Regions from separate parts of the Xenopus laevis genome. Here region 1 is linked to region 2. The links are chromatin contacts, called in public Hi-C maps. All regions are on one chromosome and are shown on one strand. Each heading gives the region's core, a stretch centred on a gene start, on an enhancer-like site or on the middle of the called end of the contact. The rest is flanking DNA. Distances are from core to core; before and after follow the strand shown. Region 1 overlaps LOC108712345 (FERM domain-containing protein 4A). Region 2 overlaps LOC108712345 (FERM domain-containing protein 4A).

Region 1 (5,542 bases), core at 2,004-4,503, 35 kb after region 2:
CAAAACAGTTCTTGCCAACAAGGTATATTGCCTACTGTAGCAGGAAAGCCTACACCAGCGTTTATAAAAGCATAATCAAACAGATTTTTTTAAATTCAATTTTAAAATCTGACATGGGGCTAGACTAGGGTTGCCACCTTTTCTGGAAAAAATTACCGGCTTTCCTATATATTTATCTTTTTTCCCTATTAATAACAATGTGATCAACCATCATTTTTACCGGCCAGGTGGAAACCCTAGGCTAGACATATTGTCAGTTTCCCAGCTGCCCCAGTCAAATGACTTGTGCCTGCACTTTAGGATGGAACTACTTTCTGGCAGGCTATTATTTCTCCTACTTAATGTAACTGAATCAGTCTCAGTGGGACTTGGCTTTTACTATTGAGTGTTGTTTTTAGATCTACCAGGGAGCTGCTATCTGGTTACCTTCCCATTGTTCTGTTGTTAGGCTGCTGGGTGGGGAAAGGGAGGGGGTGATATCACTCCCAACTTGCAGCACAGCAGTAAAGAGTGACTAAAGTTTATCACAGCACAAGTCACGTGACTGGGGGCAGCTGGGAAACTGACAATATGTCTAGCCCCATGTCAGATTTCAAAACTGAATATAAAAAAAATCTGTTCTTTTGAAAAATGGATTTCAGTGCAGAATTCTGCTGGAACAGCACTATTAACTTATGCTTTTTGAAAAAAACATGTTTTCCCATGACAGACAGTATCCCTTTAAATATCAGTACAGGTATGGGACCTGTTATCCAGAATGCTCGGGACTTGGGGTTTTCCGGGTAATTTGGATCTTCATAGCTTAAGTCTATTAGAAAATCATGTAAATACTATTAAATAAACCCATATTTTTTGCTTCCAATAAGGATTCATTATATCTTAGTTGGGATCAGAAACAAAGTACTGTTTTATTGTTACAGAGAAAAAGGAAATCATCATTATTATTTGGATAAAATGGAGTCTATGGGAGACAGGCTTTCCGTGATTCCGAGCTTTCTGCACAATTTGTTTCCGGATAATGGATACCATACCTGTAGTGTGGTGTATTTGCTATAGCCGAGTCCGAGGGAAAAGTTTGAGTAGAGCGATTTTAGGACATGGGGGTATTGTTAGGGCACATATTGTACTGATTTCCATAAAGACAAGGTCCTATACTTTACTTGGGGGCACTGCCACCACATATACATATAAATGCCTGCATCTCTGCAGCCTCTGAAGCATGTGGAAGGTATGTTGCTCTGCATTCTGTAGAGATTTTAGGGTGTCATGTACTACCTAGCAATAATTTTATTTCCATTCTCTTTCAATAAACATATTAGTTGAAATCTTAGCTATGTTTTCATATACCTCATTCCAGGATTCATCTCTGTTGCTTTTATTTTAATATGGATCATTCCAAACTGCATCACAGACAAACATACAAAGGCAACAGATGCTGCAGTATCATGTTAACTGTCAGCTGCTACACACTCAACCACACATCCTTCTTTTGTTTCCAGTGTCCACTGTTTCCATCATGGTTTTGATGCTTTATTTCAGAAAATGATTTAAACAAAGAAAAGCCCAAACAGAGCTAAAAGCTGCTAAAAGTTGAAAGTAAAATTAATTTTGTTTAATTTCTACTACAGAACATGCTGGAACTTATTTCAAGAATGAAAACACAACAGTAATACCCATTTTATAATATATACAACTAAAATAGAATGTATTTTCCTTTCCAAACTTTACCATTCTGCTCCAGAAAAAATATATAAATTGCCTTTCTGGCTGGCTGCACGCTGGTAAGCATCCACCTGCCAGCAATGGTTAGTAATATAGAAATGTCCAACTGGTTTTATTGGAATTGACAAGGAGAGGCCTAATCTTAACATGCTAATATTAAGACATGTTCAGGTTCAGTGAACATTTTGCACTTGAGACATATTTGTGAGGTTGGAGCCTGTGTGTAATGTTATTTCAATCACATTTGACAATCATAATGGCACTGAACCATGAACCATGATCTCTACATGAATCAGCCTTCTGAAGCTGAATGGATCAAAGGCACAATACCCCTAACGTAATTTACATACAAATAATTATAGGATGGTGGCACACATAAAGATTTGGGGGAGATTAGTCGCCCAGTGACATATCTCCTCTTCTTCAAGCGACTAATCTCCCCGCAATGCCTTCTGCCGGCAAGTATGTGAATCGCTGGCAGGAAAGCATGCCATCCCACTGACGTTTCACATCCCGAAGGCATTGTGGGGAGATTAGTCACCCAAAGAAGAGAAGATTTGTCACTGGGCGACTAATCTCCCCCAAATCTTACTGTGTGCAACCAGCTTTAAAAGGGTGAGAGTGGATCTCACTGAGCGATAGGACTGCTATTTTAACTGCTGGTTAAAAACATTAGTCAGCCTCACGAGGAACTTCGAGTGACTTCCGAAAATTATGCGCTCCGAGTGCCATCCTGCTGTCAATTTAATATTTTCTAGCTGGCGAGTAGGCAGTTCAGGGAGATTAGTCACCCGTAGAAGAAGAGATTTGTTGCTGGGTCACTAATCTCCCGAAAAAGCAGTGTGGCTCTGCCCTAAGAACTGGTTTGTTTATCTGACTAACACCTAAAGTGTTAAATGCCAGGAAGGATGATTTGTTATCTGTCTCACACATGTCTATCTTTGGCATGTAAAAGACCACAACATCAATTAAGAAAGACACAAACAAGTGTAGAGTTAAAATAAAGTGAATGTAGCACTTAGTGGCACAGGCCCAGCTCTAACCTTTGCTGTGTCAACAACCTACTGAAATGGATCATATTTCTGCTCAGAGATTAGAATGTTTACAGAAATCTTTGCCATTCCCTAAACTTGCCTGTTTGTAAGAGCTCAGGTAAAGAAGGCCGTTTTTCTTCCAGAACTTCTGGGGAACTGGCTTTTATCAATAAAACATCTACACTGGGGGTTGGGTAATGTTTGGATTTGGCTGTTTAAACAGAAATGGAAATTCTTTGTATGCACAGTGTTTAACATTTAAATAGATGATCTGTCATTTAAGTATAGCTACAAAGTTAAGAAGGCAGAGACATCATACATCAGCATGGTTACTATTGCTAGGTTAGCCACACGCCTGTCCGTCTGTCTTATTTATTGCTGCTGTAAGTGCTTGGCCTTTGCATTTCATGTCATATCATTGGTGAGGGCAAATTAACAGCAATAAGGTATCTCTTTCTGCAGCTTATTAAATACACATGCAGTTTTCCTTAAAAGGCTTTTTGTGTGACTTCTTATGGGAAACATCAAAATCCCCCACCCCATATGGCATGAGATGTAACAGAAATATTAAAGCCATATTAGATTTCTTTGGCTGTTTAGACTTGTTAACTCCTTCACTCCTGTTAAGACTGCAGCTAATTGCTAGGCAGAGCCATCTCCAGAGATTTGTTATTCCACCTCATCTGAAATGAAAGTAACACTAAAACAAAGGTAAAAAGACAAGTAATAATATAAAGGCATAAAGCTTTGTATATATTGTTTTGCAGCAGCATGGGAAATAATGCGTATTGGAAAGGGCCAGAAACCACATAAAAATAACTATGTTAAGAACCCAATAAACTAATTTTATTAGGCAATAATGCACACAAAAAGTTCTTTGCAGGATAGAAAAGAATGTGTTATGCTAAGCTGACACATATCTTGACCAACCAGGTACACAGTAATTAGTTGGTGCAGAAGGAGCATACTTGTTTTTTCTACGTATACTTTATGGATAGCAACTGTTGCTCAGCACATATCAGTACCAGCCACAAAGCAACTTATCTGCCAAATGTCTATGTGACAGGGGCCCAGAAGGACAGTGCTTGCTTAAATCATAGTTTGGTTATATGAACATTACAGTCTATGATCTATGTCTTGATCTCCAAAGCAATGGTATGAATGTCTTTCATCCTATTCCAGAGAAATCCAGAGTAGGAAAGGTAATAACATAAATCCTAATGAGCTGGTGCAGTAACTAAACACATCAGCAGAACTAAAATTGATTGTTGTGCCATGGATTGCAAAGTGACCTCTGCAACTGTTTGAAATGCTTTCTATTTTTCTATTAAAAAAAACTTTTGAATCACTAATTATTTAAGTGCAGCCTACCAGTATTGCAAAACACCAGAACCACCTTGCTCCCAGATGGATATTGGATAAGAGATGGGTGTGAACTCCATTGATAAATATGATACTAAAAATCCCATAGAAATCAATAAAAAGCGCAGATTCTATTGTTGTCTTTTCATTTACTGCATGTTGTGTCATATGTATACTGGCAACATTGCACATAGCAAATTCAGAAGACACCAGCATTTACAGGGTTACAGTAACAATACATATTGTCAGTCGACCACAAACAACATGCTTATTTAGTGCTTTGGGCATCTCTTTATCTTTACATATTGAACAGGGCCCTCTTTATCTTTTATATTGTTCAATATTTGTATGCAATATGTGTATTCATTGAATACACCCATCTATTGTACAGCAATGTGAAATACATTGGGCTTTATAACTATGTGCTAATAACATTAATAATTAATGCAAAGTTACAAAGAAGTTACTACATTATGGATTATTAAACTACCAGTGTAAAAGCAAATTCACATAACTGATAACATTTCTGGTAGTGGGCTGATAAAGTCAGGTGGGAGAATGCACAACTTCAATGGAACAACCACTGTTCTTGAAGGAGAAAACAGCTTATGATGCAATGTCAAAGGTCTCAGAAGTCACACAGTAGCAAGCCATGGATTATCATAGAGATTTAACACTGAACTGTTGTTAGCCACAGCTTTCAATGGCTGTCTATAGATGCTGAGATCTGTAGCTCAGCAACAGTTAGTGATCCCTGCAAATATTCAACCTCCCACACTTCCTTTAGCCCTCTGCTATATATATATATATATATATATATATATATATATATATATATATATATATATATATATATATATATATATATATATATATATTATATATATATATATATATATAAACTTGATCGAATCTGGAAACTTACCTTGTAAAATCTCCCTTTGCTTCCTAAAGGAAAAAAGGAAAAATAAAGTTAGCACTTTTCGGGATACCATATGGTGAAGGCTAGAAATGGATGTGTTCCATAGAGAATATAATGTACAAATAAACCTATGTTCACACATGCTTAAAAACATACAAATACATACTTGCACAGGGATAACAATTGGGTGGCTTTTGTAAGAAAAGCTACCGGTATATCAGTTTTGTTTATTTAACCAACCTGATCATTTGGTTACATTGTTGGACTGGGACACCAGGGGCCCACTGAAAAACCTTAGACCAGGGGTCCACCAAAGAACCATAGACCAGGGGCCCATTTTCAGTACTATTATTCTTCTCACTCAACCTCTATTCTCCTAGTCTCTGTTCTTTACATACTATAATCTATTATTAGCCTCTTTGTTCTCAAAGAAATAGGGAATGGCCATGAAATAGGCCAAATGTTTAGCAGCACAAGGGCCCACTGACACCTGGGCCCACTG
Region 2 (5,674 bases), core at 159-2,658:
TGAAGGTGGCAATACCAACAAGCTTTCACTAAATTCACTAGGATCTGTGACTTTTATAGCACTGTGGCTGTATAAAGAAAACTACAAAGCAAACAGATACTGCTTTACATGGCTTAACATTCAGCTCCCACTGGGTCTTACTGATATGTTAAGGACATCCGTATTACAGAAGAAAGAAAGGGTTGGGGAAAAAGCTCATTAATCCCACTGTGTCCATTAAAAAGACTTGAGTATAACTTTGTATGTCATGCAGATGTGAAACAATGTGACCAGACTGGTTGGTAAAACAAACCCTAGTAATTGTAGCATTTGGAAAGATGCTGACATCAGGATAAAAGAGTTGGTAGACCTGGTCATATTTAGAGAGAAAACATTTCACTGCTTGGGCACCAGGGAGATCTTCCTAAATCCACCCTGCACTCATGTAATTTAAACTGTCATTAATCAGGTTCTACAATACAGCCAGTTTCATCTGAAATCACAAATTATTCAAACAACCTCTGTGTAATTTATTTTGACAAACTCCAATGTCAGAAAATGTACAGTTTAGCTGTTACCAATGGCAGACACAAAGTTTAGCTTGCTTCAAGCAAATCACTGTTTCAACTGGAATTGGCGGCTTTCAGCGCTCCAAATATTGATGTATTACAACTCTCACATTCAGATTGCTGCAAGATGTAGTTCAATAATACATGGAAGGCTATGGGTTGCAGGATCCTGATTTATAACTACGCCCGGAGAAACAGACAAAAGATTTATAAGTACAGGTATGGGATCCGTTATCCAGAAACCCGTTATCCAGAAAGCTCTGAATTACAGAATGGCCATCTCCCATAGACTCCATTTTATCCATATAATCCACATTTTTAAAAATGATTTCCCGTTTCTCTGAAATTATAAAATAGTGCCTTGTACTTGATCCAAACTAAGATATATTTAATCCTTAATAGAAACAAAACCAGCCTCTTGGGTTTATTTAATGTTTACATTATTTCCTAGTAGATTTAAGGTAGGAAGATCTAAATTACGGCGAGATTAGTTATCCAGAAAACCCCAGGTCCCAGGCATTCTGGATAAAAGGTCCCATTCTTGTACAATTAGTTTTATTTTTAAGTAATGGAAAACCGAACCTGGTTAGGGTGATTTTTAACAAATTTAGCAGTCCTGGCTGTAAGCAGACTGAATATATTACATTCATTGTTTTCATTATACTGATTCACAACAAAATAAAATAGCAGAGGCAAAAGGAAACTTGATCTCCCCAGCAGTAAGCAATGCCTGGCTGGACTGCTATTTTATATTCAGCATAACTTTGTCTTAACTTTTGACTTTATTCTCTTTGTAGTGAAACTCAAGTCGCCGTAGCTGTGCTGTGATACAGTTGGACCTTGGGAGTAAAACCCACCCACAAAAACATTAGAACTAGCAAACAAGCAGCAGCTGAGATCTACTAGGAGTTTAAAACAAAGGGAGAGCTGGCACATATGCACATGAATCTCCCAATCTAAAGGGGCTGCCTTCATTCCTCTGTAGGTAGCACATACAGACAGTCGCTAAGCCTGTGTATGTACAGACAACAACTATTATTTGTCTGAAGAAAGTCTTAATATGATTCCTGGGTCTGTACAAATGGGGGATGAACTAATTGGCATATCTGATTGACAAGCTAAACTTATTGATAAAAATAATGGTATATGGCATGGTTGCATCAATCGGGTATGTGCAAACTGTGATGCTGCTGCAGTTGTTGCACTGTATTTCGTAGCTGTTGTCGGATCCAGAGGAAGGCAAGATACTCCTGCACATGAACTATTTCTGGCGTTAAAAGGGGGATGGCTACAAATATTGTGCTAGTGTCACAGCAGTCAGTGTGTAGTGCAAAGTATGGGGCACATCACACTGTTGCTACAGCTAGCCCAGGCAGACAACATGTTTCCAAGAGATCCTTCAGTGAGCCCTATTCCAATGCAGTTTTATCACAGGAAACATAAAATGCATCACTGGTATACACACACACACAGGTCACGCTTTGTATACTTAGAACAAAAACAGATTTCAATGTTAGCTTGCACTGAACTTCACTCTTATGGTAGACTAGGAACAACAAAGACTACATTGTATGGGAGAATGTCGCTTGATTAGAGAAGAATAAGATAGCACCGTGCCACCTCACCTGCGAGGATCATGAACCTCTACTGAAAACTTCTTCTCCCTGAAGTAAAGGTTTTCCAGCTGCCTCCATTGGAAGACCTAGACAAGAGTAAAGCTGTGGTCAGTCACCATTTCCAGGAACACATTGTCAGGTAATTCCTCTGTAACAATCCAACATGCCTTCCACGCTATAGATCAATGATATGACACATTTCTATCTCTTGGACGATGCTCCTTTTTATTGGTGATTCCTTTCCCCATTCAGTCCTTAATGAAGTAGTTAAAACAAGAAATCTCAGGAGCAAGCAGTAGCCATCTGTGAGTACAGATTCCCCCTTTCAGAGTGGGGAAATGGCAAGGAATTCAAATTCCCCTGCCTCCCATTGGAACGGCCACTTCCTGCCCACTAAATGTGTAATAGTCCCTGACAAGCACTGTTGCTTGAAGCAGCTTCTAAAAAAACCCAGGAGAGGGCGGGGGCTGAGGGCTGACCTTAATTCTAGGCAATGTGAGATGATAACAATGTGAGCTTGTAAAAGCAGCTCCCAGTGTGCACAAAGCTCACATTTTCTGCAGTTATCACGGGGCAGCAGAAACCAGGCAAATGCTTTCATTTTGGGATAAGACAGAGGTATGTGGTGACAAAGGAGTTAAGTGATGCGGTGCTTGCTCTCAAGCTATGTCAATGATTTATAAAAACCGGGTTCAAGGTTAATGAATGGTAGTGAGTGGCAGAATTCTCATGATAATGGGCTGCACTGCCCCTCACCCCTCAACGTTTTAACCTTTAGCAGCTCCCCATTCATTGAAAGGAGAAAGAGACTGTGCTTTATATCACTTCCCTTTCATTATAAAGTTCAGAATCTAAGAAAAAAAAAAAAAACAGTAAACTTTTCCTCTACAATGTTCTAGTTAGAAACAAATTATCTAGTAACACAGGAAAAAGTTCCCGTCCTGGTAGCCATTATCAAACAGCCAGTGGTGGGCTCTAGTATTTTTTCAATAGCAGTAGACCAATCAGAATAAACTGCTGCGTGGTTGCTATGCAATTCCGCCCCATACACTAGGACAGCACAGGATAAATGCCATGTTGCATAGCTAAAGGGGAACTATCTCGAAAATGAAAATTTATAATAAGCTTCAGCATGCTGAAATGAGAAACGTTCTAAATGCAATCAATTAAAAATTCTGTACTGTTTCAGAAGTTCATCTTCACTATTCCTCTCTCAGCATCTGTTTCTCTTCTTTCTCTTTTCATGCAAGAGTTGGGTGTCAGATAATCATTGACATTTAAATCTAATATATCTTATAGGGGGGCTCCTTTTGCCTAGAAGATGTATTAGAACTTACTCAATTAAAATCACCAGACATCATGTCTCACATGCAGGATTTGTGCAAAAAGCAGTTATTTTGTTAGATTTTGTTTGTACTGGAATCAGTTATTTGAGTGAGCTCTAATACATCTGCTAGGAAAGGAAACCTCCCCTATAAGATATATTGTCTCTAACTGTCAATGAATGTCTGACACCCAACTGCTGAATGAAGAGAGAATGAAGAGAAACAGATGCTAAGAGAGGGATAGTAAAGATAAACTTGAATATTTCAGAAACAATGCAGAATATTTCATTAATTGTATTTAAAAAGTTTCTTATTTCAATATGCTGAAGCTTATATTAAATGCTCCCTTTAATAAATAAGAATAAATGATGAACTAGTTATAATAAACAATAACAAGTTATAATAATAGAGGGTCTTCATTATTTATTTATATAAAGCAACGTGGATCTGGCGTGGAGACTATACACTGACAAGGAGCTCAGCCCTGATTCCTTTCTCATGTACATCACAACTCTATGATATTATATAATACACAGTATTTTCTATAACTTTATTTATACATTGGACATAATACAGATGAAGTGAACAAAGTGAAATAACTTTTCTTTAAACTGACTGGTTGATAGAACTGTTCAGTGTAACAAACATGACTGTTGTATACATTTTTACATCAATGCATAAATGCTATATTATTGATGGCCACGAACAAAAGATACATTGGGGCTCATTTATTAAAGCAGCGCAGCGCATAAGTGGACGCAAAAGGTTGTCTGCGCCATCACAAGCGTGATCGCTAATATATTTGCGTGATATTGCGCATAACACAGAGCTTTTGCGATGGTTTTGTTTATGCGCATTGCGCAAAAGATTGGGCATTTATGTCGCAAACGATGCCGTGGTTGTTAGGGGCGTGGCTGTGGGCGTGGCTACAATGCGCTTGCACTGCGGCCGTCGCAGATTTGCGTCTGTATATGTGCAAAACTGCACCCGGGCAACAGCACCACAATTTTTACGCCTGCCTCTTCGTGGCGTAATAGTAACGCTCTTCAAAATGCGCATTCCTGCCCAGCTGCGCTAGTATATTCAAGATGAACAACCCTTGTAAAGTGCATATTAACCACGCCTTCCACCCAACATGTTTATATTGACCAAGGTTCCTTTAAGGGTATCAGGTAGGCTAAACACCTTTGCAACCAAACAAATATTAGCACAGAAACAAATGCAGATGCGTCTAAGTGAACGCAATATGCGCAATATGTGACGCAACTAATTAAAGCAGCGCATTCATACATGAGCACAACTAATCCTTACCTTTGCGGTATCTTCCTGTGCGCACAATTTATTATAAGCACTGCGACAGCTGATACGCAGTTTCACACGTCGCACCTGTCTTGTGTCTACATTAGCGCACAAATCGCACTGTTAAGGTATCGTGCGCTACATTATTAAATACTCGCATGCGCTGGGCAAGTGTCTGGCCACTGCGCTCTTTTTAGCGCTGCGCTGCGTTAATAAATGAGCCCCATTGTGTCAACTTCAAAACAGAATAGTAACTCCAGTTGGTATCTCCCAATCTCTTCCTGTTATTGTTACAGCAGAACATGTGGCACAGTAGATCCAGAGCTCCAGAGTATCAGGAACAATTACTTTCCTGTTTAGTCAACATTAATCCACATAAAGGCTAATCTATTATAGTCATGTTTTAGTGATTCCTATATAAGAACTGTATATGCTATAAATAGGTGTGCATGCTAATAGTTAACTGTGATTGGAATCTGCACAAATCCCAGCATTCCCCTACAGCAGGAGCAGCAGGGTTTCAATACTAGATTTACTAGATTTACAAGCTGATTTAGGGGCTAAAATGCACCACATCAGCCGACCACACATGCCTGATCTTTGTTTTCATTTGTAAATTGTAGCAGACTTGATCTAATTGTTGATTTGTTTATATGGGTAACTGCACTGGTGAAATTTAGCACCTTATTGTCATATTGTACTAAACAACAATTACCACATAGCTCAGTGAGGCATATCTTCCTATATTATCTGAATATAGCTGCAACCTTTAAATTGTAAACCCTTATGGGTAAGGCCCACATTACCTACTGTATCAACCTGTCCTTACGTCAGTTATCATGTAATTGTATGTAAACAGTTGTGGAATATGTTAGTGATTCCTAAA

What was found. Hi-C and Micro-C count contacts between places; a contact is called where the count stands out from the background.
Region 1: a contact with region 2 is called in a Hi-C map of the XTC cell line, with 1.9 times the contacts expected there. The contact joins two enhancer-like sites. A contact is called at or near these places in 2 of 4 Hi-C or Micro-C datasets (the XL177 cell line and the XTC cell line).

What each region holds. Positions count from the first base shown.
Region 1 is chr3S:69,444,633-69,450,174 of Xenopus_laevis_v10.1, forward strand. LOC108712345 (FERM domain-containing protein 4A) reads right to left here. Exons shown (of 23, transcript XM_041588462.1): 7 at 5,044-5,066. Among protein-coding and RNA genes, the nearest start is that of bend7.S, 100 kb to the left of the region's middle. Within about 2 kb of position 3,254, at least 1 of the 7 cell types and tissues checked has an H3K27ac peak or open chromatin away from gene starts, as enhancers often do.
Region 2 is chr3S:69,411,638-69,417,311 of Xenopus_laevis_v10.1, forward strand. It overlaps LOC108712345 (FERM domain-containing protein 4A), which reads right to left. Exons shown (of 23, transcript XM_041588462.1): 12 at 2,174-2,250. Among protein-coding and RNA genes, the nearest start is that of bend7.S, 68 kb to the left of the region's middle. Within about 2 kb of position 1,409, at least 3 of the 7 cell types and tissues checked have an H3K27ac peak or open chromatin away from gene starts, as enhancers often do.